Regions from separate parts of the Triticum aestivum genome. Here region 1 is linked to region 2. The links are chromatin contacts, called in public Hi-C maps. All regions are on one chromosome and are shown on one strand. Each heading gives the region's core, a stretch centred on a gene start, on an enhancer-like site or on the middle of the called end of the contact. The rest is flanking DNA. Distances are from core to core; before and after follow the strand shown. Region 1 has its middle 16 kb from the start of LOC123120078. Region 2 holds the start of LOC123120076 (60S ribosomal protein L3).

Region 1 (5,169 bases), core at 477-2,976, 220 kb before region 2:
ATTTAGACAATCTGAAAAAATCTGGAAAAAAAACACAACAGACCTGCGGGGTATGTGTACAACTCAAAAATTTTTAGCTCAAAACTCAATCTGTGGTTAGACATTCGAAAAGACAAACCCGACTATGAATAGTGTCAGCTTTGGGGTGAATAATATTTGACACAATACACATCTGATTTTGTCTTGTTTGGTCCTCTTAAGTGTATTTCGAATTAGGAGCTGAAATTTTTTGAGCTTGTACATCACACATAAATGTGTGTCTCCAAAAATTTTCAGAATTTTTGAACATGTTTTACATCTTCAAAAAATTTGATCTCACCAAAGGACAGATGCTATACAAGTCTTCCCCCGTTTAGATAGACATGTCGGCCTCATTCAGTTTGGAGGATTTTCGTAGGAAAAACATAGGAACAAGGATTCCGGAGGGAAATTTCCTATATATGCATTCGGTTTGTAGGAAATGCGTACAGAAATTTCGTAGGAATACTACTCATTTCCTGTGTTTTTTGAGGAAACTACACATCCACTCAAAGCTCATTTTATACGTAGAAACGAGGCAAGTCAATTCCTTAGGATGGCAAGTGCCATCCTATCAAATTCCTATACTACTTCTAATTCCTACGTTTTGATTTCGTTCAAACCAAATGAGACCTAAAAGTAGTGAAGCGAAGGTGATGGAGATTTTCTTGATGTGAACTACTCCTACAAAGGCTGGCTCTGCATCTGCATTCATTAAATATGCTACTAGGAATGATCTAGTCGTCTTGGCCCGGAAACGGAAACCTGTCTTTTTAATGGCATTCAATTTGCACACATTTGGTTTTTTGTCCAAACCAGCACGACACTAACAATGCAAATATCATCTTTGCTGGCGAATATTCGTTTCTGAGCTCGGGTTCAGCTGCTCCTGTAATCTCTCCTGTTGACTCACGTGTAGATCTGTGCCATTTTGTGTATTCTTGAACGTATTCACAATATATCTTCTGTAAACAATGGATGGGTTGTTCCGCATTTATTGCGACCAGAGGCGTTAACTTACGGGCGGATTAGGACGTGGGCGCATAGTCTGCCGGATTTTATGTTGTAGCCTGAGCCGTCCGGGTTCCATCGGTGATTTAGCAGACCGAGCCTTCAGTCGCCGGCGAATCTCACCATCCGGCCTCACCAGACTCCCGCCGCCATCTCCCAGACCGCACGCTGAGTCAGCGTTTGAGTTCGCCACCACATCCTCGCAGGAATCACGCCGCGTCAATACCGCAAGGGGGATTGAATCTAGATCCTCAAGGTTGTCCAACCGCGGAGGGAATCTGCAAGTCATAGCACGGTCATTGTTGAACGGCAAGGCATGAGCTGCCGACGGGGGCGGAGCTACAAATCAAGACCAAGGATCGAGACTACACAAATCAAGACCGGTCCATGGCATCCAGCAGGAACAAGACTCGCATCTTCCATCGATGATAGTTTGAGGGAGTGGCTCCAGGTGAGAGTAAGTTTCGCGAACCTCTTCCTAGATCGGGGTGTTCGTGGGAGAGGGTTGGGGTTGAATTGACTCACCGAGAAGATTTCGCTAATTTCCTACCGAGGCCCACTGCACGTCACGCACGAATTGCTCGGTTTGTTAGTACGACAAGTTAAGTTACTACGTAAGTTATGTATACTATAAACTAACATCCCGGTCCACGGCTCAGCCCAAAACGCGTCCTTCTGATCCACGGACCAGAAAGATAGCCGCGCGCCTTGACGTCGCTTCTTACGAAAATGGCCCACTGGGGAGCACTGTTCCGTACGGTATACTGCTGGTTTCCTCGTTATTCGGTGCCGCAGTTCTCCCACCCAGCTGGATTTGTTTGGATCCCGAGACAACAACCAACGCCAAGGATTTCGGGAGTAGCTGAGCTCGGACACCAAATTGTTGCTCCCCTTTGCTGGCTCCTAAGATGGAAGGAGTGGAGAAAAAGAAAGAATGGTGTATTCCTTGGCTTCACACCCCGTTCAGGAATGATGTCGCGTGTCTAAATGCAAACCCATCCGTAGAAGCATAGCCGTCAAAGCTTGTTTGACCGGATGTCCTTGTCGTACGGCGCAGTGTTCTGACCTCAACCCCGACGCAAAGAGGGGCAAATTAATTAGCTCCTGCTGACACTATTGTTATTTCATCTAACCAACCCAGCTGAAATCGCAAGCAGAAGCCGACCAAAAGGAGTGAATCGTTCTCGTCTTGATTTTTTTATCAATACTTTGTGAAGGGATGTCTAGTTGAGTTGAGAATAACCTGGCAGTCAGGTCAGGTTTGCCCGGGTCAAACTCTACCAGACCCATACCCTATTACTAAATCGGGTTTGTCCTAGACCCACGACCCTGCCCATGGGTCTGGACTTTGACCCACGCCCGAACCCATCGGGTGACCCGATCCTATCGGGCACCCATCGGGTCTGACGGAATTTAAATATTTTATTTTATTTAGGAGACATAGACGTTGCATTTTACATACAGCGCTCACTCCAAGCGGCATGAGCCAGCGGTCTCCAATTTATAGACGGAGCTCCCCTCCTATGCGCTCCCACAGGCAAGGTGGTACTAAACGGTCCAACCTCTCTTCTGTTCGCTGGGCATGTCATGTGTTACGCTACACATGATTCATCTTTTATGGGCCTAGTGGACATGTGCAACGCTCTGCAGTGCAGCCTGCTGCTAGCTATTTTGCATGGGCCACTTGTTGAAGTTAAAAATGGGCCATACCTAACGTGTGGGTAACATACCAGAAGTGAGAATAGGCCAGGTGATGGCCGTGTTCATTACTGCTGTAGAGCTGCCGATGATGACGTGATATGTCATATATCAGTGTATTTAGATTAATGAATAAACTACAATAGGGCATTAATAGTTTATTTAATTATTTATATTAATCGGGTGACCCATCGGGTAACCCACGGGTATACACTTAAACCCATACACTACCCACGACTAATCGGATTACCCATGGGTAAGACCCATGAGTGAAGTCGATAACCCATACCCTATCCATTCGGGTCGGGTGCCCATGGGCACACGAACCCATGGGTCGGATTGCCGGGTTGAGTTGAGACATCTTTGCTTCCCTGATGATTTCTTTATCATCATCTTGTTTCAAACTTGTATACCTCAGAATATTGAGGACATGTTGCAAGCTACTAGTACTACCGTGAAATGGAGGCCCGTTTCTGTTGCACGTGCGTGATTGTGGCACGACACGTGGATGTAAGATAAACCATTTATTTATATATAAAAGGTTGAAGGTCTCGATGGCTTACATTTGATGTGATCAAAAGCGAGAGCGAAGTTTGGTCAAAACACACAATGTGAACGGTGCATCCCTTTCTAGTAGTGATGCAATGCCATCTCCTTATGACACGTAGCCGCTATTAGGATGAGTGCTGGTGCTATTGTTGGAAAAGTGATGTTTATGGTAGAGGTTGAGACAGAGAGCGATGCATTCCATCAGTCATATTCCTTTTGTTTTCGCTGCAACACGTGTCATGTGTTTCTCGTTTTTAGAAATTCACAATGCCCCTCATGTACTACACTCAGTTTCTAGTCGGCCCCAAAACGGACTGTATCTGTCCCGGACTGGCTCGGACTCGTTCGCGGACAGGCGATATGGAGTTGATCATCCTACCATATCCTTTAAATATCCGTTTATATAATTTTTAGTTCATGATAAGCTCAAACTAACGGCATAACAAATCATCGAAGAGTGAAAATATTCAAACGTGACCGTGACGATGGTCTAAGGTGGGAAGAATTCTCACCAATGTGCTAGTGCCTTTTCGGCATGGCGTGAAGTACTGACTAGTGCAATTATCGGAATATCCGAAGCGAAGATGATGATCGGAGCAGCATTGCATGTCCGGGGTGAAAACCCTTGTCCTGACTTTTATTGTTTGGGCTCAACAGTGATAAAATGACATCGTTACCTTGTCGAAGACCTTGTCTCCTTGCCATTGTCCCAACCTTCATTGGTTGGTCTCGGCAACCATAGGATGAAAGTTCTTGTTCCATCTTCTCTAACAAGACGTAACGACAACGACGCAAGGACGTTATTACTTTTTGGAGGCATTGTTGCGAAAGTAGTTAATTTAGTCATAGGTGTTAATTTCATATCTTGTAATGGTTCAACCGTGATTGCCCATGTTATGTACTTTGCTTGCCGATATTTGGCTTCATTGGCCTACATCAACTATAATTAAATATGCTTGTGTGCATCAAATACTGAGGCGGGGGTTTCAACCTCCTTTTCCAAAGGAATAGGAACTCTTGTACCGGTCTCCCATATTATTCCCTATGAGATGTTACATATATCTCTTCCCACCATCCTCATAGTATACGAGACAAATGTATTTATTTTGATTAGTTCATGTGCTATGTTTACGATTCAATAGTTGCTTCATCCGAAAATATAAAGTGCACACGTTTTCAATATTTTACTTTAACTAACTACTACCTCCGTTCTGGTTTATTGGTCCTTCATTGTATTCTGTGCCAAATTTTGACCATAAATTTAATGAACAAAATATTCATGCATGTCACCAAAAATTATATCATTGAAAATTATGTTCAAATATGAATCCAACGATATACTCCCTCCGTCTAGGTGAGTAAGTCATCTTAGGTTGTGCACCGTGACCAAGGAGGAGGGGAAAACGAGAGACCTTAATGTTTGTTTTCTAATTAATAGTATTGCATGCAATGAACTAACCACTGCATGTCGTGTTTGGTAGTCTCAAGTCATTAAAAGCATGCACACCCCTCATCTCTTATTGGTTGATATGTCAAGAAACAAGAAACGATGTAGAAGTTAATGCACCGCGCCTAAGTGTTTTGGGATTATTTGGTTTTCATAAGATGATTTACACACCTAGACGGAGGAAGTAATTTTTGTTGACATGCATTAATATTTTGTCAGTTAAATCTTTGGTCAAAAGTTAGCACAAATTATAAAGGGGACTAATAAACCAGGATGGAGCTAGTATTTGTTTAAATATATGCCAAACATTACATAGCAAATTGATACTATCAAAGTGTTTTGGAATATGAATTTAGCGATCTCGATCAATTTTGCATCATGCAATCAAGACATTGTACAATAAATGTTGATCAAATAAAATCTTGAAAAATGTGTGAGCCTTTTTA
Region 2 (5,343 bases), core at 1,618-4,117:
TATATCAATGTGTTTAGATTAATGAATAAAATACAATAGGGCATAAGTAGTTTATTTAATTATTTATATTAATCGAGTACCCATCGGGTAACCCACCTTACCCACGGGTATACACTTAAACCCATACCCTACCCACGACTAATCCTGCCAGGTTGAGGTTTGATACCAGATCGTGACTACAAACACGCAACACGATTGTCCACGTGGAGGCTACAGCATGGGCACAGCTGAAACATTTGCTTCCAAATTTGAAGGCATGCAAATAGCATTACTATTAAGTTCAAAATGCATAAACCTCATCAGTTCAAACATTCGCAGCAGCTCAGAGTTGCAATTGCAATGCATAAACCGGTTCCCAAACAATCTGCCACAAAGCAAGAAAAAAAGCTGGTAACACTATGGGATAAGATCTGTCGCAGCCTAAGCCTTGAGCCTGCCGTAGAACTTCTGCTTCTCGTCAGTGGTCTGGAACCGGCCATGCCCGAACTTGGATGAGGTGTCGATGAACTTGAGCTTGATCTCCTCAAGGGCCAACCGCGAGGTCTGCTTCAACAGGGACTGGCGGAGGGTCACCACTCTCTTCTTGGGGCCCACACAGCAGCCCTTGATCATGAGGTAGTCACCCTTCACCACACCATAGTGAGGGAAGCCACCCATCGGGGTGATGTCCTTCTCAGTCCTGCAAGCACCACCATTGCCGTCAGTTTCATGGAAAATGTTCAAGAGCACAACAGATGAGAGCATGCACCTAATCAGATTCACTCAAAGATACCTGTCAAACTCAGTGCAGGCCTCGTGAGACTCCTGTCCAGACTTGCCCATCTTGTAAATCTTTTTGTTCATCTCTGTGCGGTGGTGGTAACCATTCTGACCAGCACGAGCAACAGTGTAGGAAACCCTAGCAGGATGCCAGGCACCGATACAGGCAACCTTTCGGAGACCCCTGTGGGTCTTGCGGGGAAGGCGGGTCACACCCCAGCGAGTGACGACACCTTCGTACCCCTTACCCTTGGTGACACCAATGATGTCAACCATTTCATCTTTCTGGAAGACCGCTTCAACTGGGACTTCCTTCTCAAAGAACTTGTAGCCATAGTCAACCTTGTCTGCGATGGTGCCACCATTAACCTGGATCTCCATGAGGTGAGCCTTCTTCTGTTTCAAGCCCTTCATCTTCCTAATCTGATATTCAGAAATGGCATAGTAATGGTGAGTGAAACATTTTACAATAAACAGAATACTTGACCAAGATGAACAGGGAAATGGCCATTCACACCTGAGTATGGGCAATAACACGGACTATAGTGGCGTACTTCTTCATTTTCTCAAGCTGCAACTGGATTTCCTTCTTGCCTGCATCACTGTCATACTTGAGGGCATACTTTGTGAACGCCTTCTTCTTGCTCTTGCACCAGTTCTTATAGAACCTTCTCCTCACATCTTCGCTAAGGTGCTGAGCCCAGACAGAGTTGAGAGTGCGAAGGCCACGTGGGGTCTTCACATAGGCCACAAGACCAACAATGACCAGAGGAGGGGTCTCAATGATGGTAACAGCCTCACAGGTTTCCTTCTTGTGGAGCTCTGCAAGATGTAACAACAACCATTTGCGATCTTAAGAATCAACAAGAGCAAACAATCAAGCAAATATAACATGCAGGGCCCTATTAAAAGAAGATAACTTTGGTTGGCAAATATAACATGAAGGGACAGTGTATCCGGCCAGCATGATAAACTAAATAACAAGCTATGCATGCATCTACGTGCCTATTGCTACTTGAAGGTCATGTTACTGTATTATTTACTAAACAAGAATTGTTCCTGTTCATTATTTTCAGTAATGAAACAAACGTGATTAGAATAATGGAAGGGTTAGACATACTGGATCCGGGCTTCTCGACCTCACGAACAATGTGGGTCATTCCAGCCTTGTAGCCCAGAAAGGCAGTGAGGTGGCAAGGCTTCTGTTGGTCATCCTTGGGGAAGGACTTCACTGCATAAGAAAAAACAGACTACTAAGACAAACTCCAGATAAGTATTCACTGAACTGTAAAACCAAGGAAACAAATAGTTACAGGGTAACAGCAATTTTTAATAGAATTGCCTTATTTGAAGAAAGAATAGATGTGCAAGGGATTTTTAAGACAGATTTCAGGGAACGAAAACTATTTGACACTACTGAAGTTCGCAATGAAATTCTAGAAAGGTGTGAAGCACCATTTGCTACTATTTACAGGATTCAATATAGTGTATCAACAAAACATACTAGTACATCCGAATCAAACAACCTTACAAGCACAATGAGATAGACTATAGGCTATGTGTGAAAACAACACTCAATAACATCAGCATGGAAAGAAACGGCCCGCCATGGAATCGGTGCTCTAATGCAAGTGTTACTCGGTGTGCATACCCTTTCCGCGGTGGCGAGAGCAGCGCTTCCTGGGGAGGAAGCCGAGGGAACCGTGCCTCGGGTGCTCGAACTTGCGGTGCGACATCGCCGCTCCTCCCTTCCTTGCCTGCGATGCCAGAAACAGCCGAGACCATTAGATCTGCAACCATTAGAGCCGCAAACTGCAAATACCAAACGCGCCGGAGTCCCGGTCGCTCAACGCTGAACGCTAGAACAGCGGGAGAATATGACCTCCGCGAAGGAACTACGCGAAAGTGATGGCTTCGGCAGCGGCAGATCGGCGAAGAGGCAGGAGGGATTGTAGCGCGTGCTCACCTGGGGTAGAGCGGACGGCGGCAGCGGCGGCGCAAACTGTGTGCAGAAGGCGAAGCGGGTAACCCTAGTGCTGCTATTTATATATCACTGCGGAATGCGAGGGTTTGGCTTGGGTCCGACAGGAATGCCGGGCTTGGTGGGCTAGGTGCGCGGGCTGGGCTGGAACCCAATGGGCACTCTCTTTTTTTTCTTTAACTTTTCCCAGCACGTATCGATTTGGGTTTGTTGGGGCAACTAGTTGACAAGCGCTCTTTCGGGAGCCTTGCAACTATCACTTGTGGGTCGGTTGAGATCTTCTCATTTGGCACGCCCTTAGCCGCCACCACGTGTCGTGCTCTGGGCACTCTCTTCAGATTTTTTTATTTTCCGCACGCACTTTTGGCTTTTTAATCGGTTTTTTACAGGCTTTTTTACTTTTTTGTTTTTCACATAGGAGTTGTACCGTGCATTTTCCCACGCATCAGAATAATCATGAAAAGCTTCCCCAAAAGCCTAGTGAAAAAATACTTACATGGGTGTGCGCCGGTTTACAAAAAGCACTATAACCGACGTGTAAGGCGACAAATAGGAGTTGTACTCCTTCACAGTTTGCATGGGCTTGTTTTTCTAATGCGTGAAAGTTTAGGGCTCCTTTAATTTTTATAAGACTGTGATCCATAGAATAGTTGCTTTGAATAATTTTTTATTTTCCGCACGCATTTTCCGCGCGCATCAAAACAATCATAAAAAGCTTCCCAAAAAAACCAATGAAAAAATACCTACATGGGTATGCGTCGGTTTACAAAAAACACTATAACCAAGGCGACAAATAGAAGTTTTACTCCTTCACGGTCTGCATGGGCTTGTTTTGTCTACTGTGTGAAAGTTTAGGGCTCTTTTAATTTTTATAAAATTGTGAACCGTAGAATGTTTGCTCTTGGTGTTATTTAATTTATAGGAATCTAATAGTTAGGAATGATTTCTATTGGATTTTATTTATTGTATTTCAAAGGAGTTGTGCATGAAGTCTAAGCTCTTGGAAATTTTATAAGCCAAGGAATGTAATGGATGCATCCATGCAGTGTTGCAGGCCTGCAACCGTGCAGGCGCCAATGGCGGCGGCCGCCACACTAGGGTTAGAAATTAAACACACGCCCAAAAAAATTGGTTTGTTTGCCATTAGCTTAATTCCTAGCCACAACTCCTTCTTCACAAGAGCTCCTAATTGGCGCGAGATATGATAACTGGCGCTCCAGCCACAACCCCTTCCTTCGCGAGAGCTTCTAATTGGCACCAGATAAGATAACTGTCACTCACACGCAGGACCATATCGGCCGGCCCAACTACGTTTAGTTTTAAATCGGTTAACTGGTAGACCTGCCACCGTTGACCAGGCGATCATCGATCGTTGATCGTTGACCGTTGACCACAAAGAGTTGACTATTGACATTTTTTTAAAAGGAAAAGGTTCACAAAAGTAAAGAAGTTCAACATTTTGAAAAAGGTTTAGGAAATTTGGAAAAAAAAGTGCCACAGCATTGAGAAAAGTTCATGGTTTTTTTTAAGTTCACTACTTGGAAACGGTTCGCAAAAATGAAAAAATGTCTTCTTTAGCTTTTAGACAAAAAAAACGCGGGAAAAAAACGTGTTTACTTTTTTTATTTTGTTTCCGCGAGAGGCACGGTTTTGCTTCCGCGAGAGGCATGGTTTTGCTTTCGTGAGAGGCACGGCCGTGCCTCTTGGAAACGAAAAAAACGTATTTTCTATTTTTTTTCCTTCCACGAGAGGCACGGTTTTGCTTCTGCGAGAGGCACAGTTGTGCTCTCACAAGAGGCACGGTCGTGCCTCTCAGGAAAGGAAAAAGTTGCATTTTTTGTTTTTTTTCTTCCGCAAGAGGCACGGTTTTGTTTCCGCGAGAGGCACGGCCATGCCTCTGGAAAACGGGAAAAAACACGTTTTCTGTTTTTTTCCTTTCGCAAAGGCACGGCTTTGCTCGAGTAAGATGCACGGTTATGCTGTCGCGAGAGGCACGGCCGTGCCTCTCGGAAACGAAAAAAATGCGTTTTCTTTTTTTTCCTTCCGCGTGAAGCATGGTTTTGCTCGCGCGAGAGGCACGGCCGTGTCTCTTTTGGAAAGGGAAAAAACCATGCTCCTGGTTCGGTTTTTTCATCTGGTTTTTTTCTTAAAAAAAGTTCGCCAACACTTATCAATATGGAATCTAGTTTTCAAGATTTCATCGCGAGGAATCCAATGGTGAAAATGGTTCGAGATTTGGACGCATGGTAAGAGATAAAACATTTTGAATAAACGAATCTATGAAAAAAGGAAAAACTCCCAGGTTACCACTTGTCGCAACCTGGGGAGGAGGTAGTGATCTTTGCAAGGAGTACTCCTCAATTAGTGAATTCGTGGTTTGTTGGGGACAATTCCTATTTGACGCCCGACAAACAGATTATTTTTTTCAGTAACATGAGCGGCAAACAGATGAGCTTTCCCTAAAGCGAGCCATATGTCGCGTCGAGTTGGGCCGGCCCAGGCATGGTTGTTATTTTCCTTGCTGAGGGATCCCGGTTTGGGAACCTTCTAGAAGGTTTCTGGCCAGTTTTGGGTTTTTTCTGTAGTTTTACTTAATATGTTGA

What was found. A called contact is a pair of places that touch in the nucleus more often than the background predicts.
Region 1: a Hi-C map of leaf shows a contact between it and region 2, with 4 times the contacts expected there. The contact joins the enhancer-like site here to the promoter of LOC123120076 in region 2. A contact is called at or near these places in 2 of 5 Hi-C or Micro-C datasets (both in leaf).

What each region holds. Positions count from the first base shown.
Region 1 is chr5D:205,912,443-205,917,611 of IWGSC CS RefSeq v2.1, reverse strand. No RefSeq gene overlaps it. Among protein-coding and RNA genes, the nearest start is that of LOC123120078, 16 kb to the left of the region's middle. Within about 2 kb of position 1,726, at least 8 of the 8 cell types and tissues checked have an H3K27ac peak or open chromatin away from gene starts, as enhancers often do. A contact at or near this core is called in leaf, where this site is marked.
Region 2 is chr5D:205,696,260-205,701,602 of IWGSC CS RefSeq v2.1, reverse strand. It overlaps LOC123120076 (60S ribosomal protein L3), which reads right to left and starts at 2,867. Exons shown (of 6, transcript XM_044540080.1): 1 at 2,726-2,867; 2 at 2,411-2,516; 3 at 1,880-1,990; 4 at 1,277-1,581; 5 at 773-1,182; 6 at 241-679. The coding sequence starts at 2,495. The coding sequence ends at 421.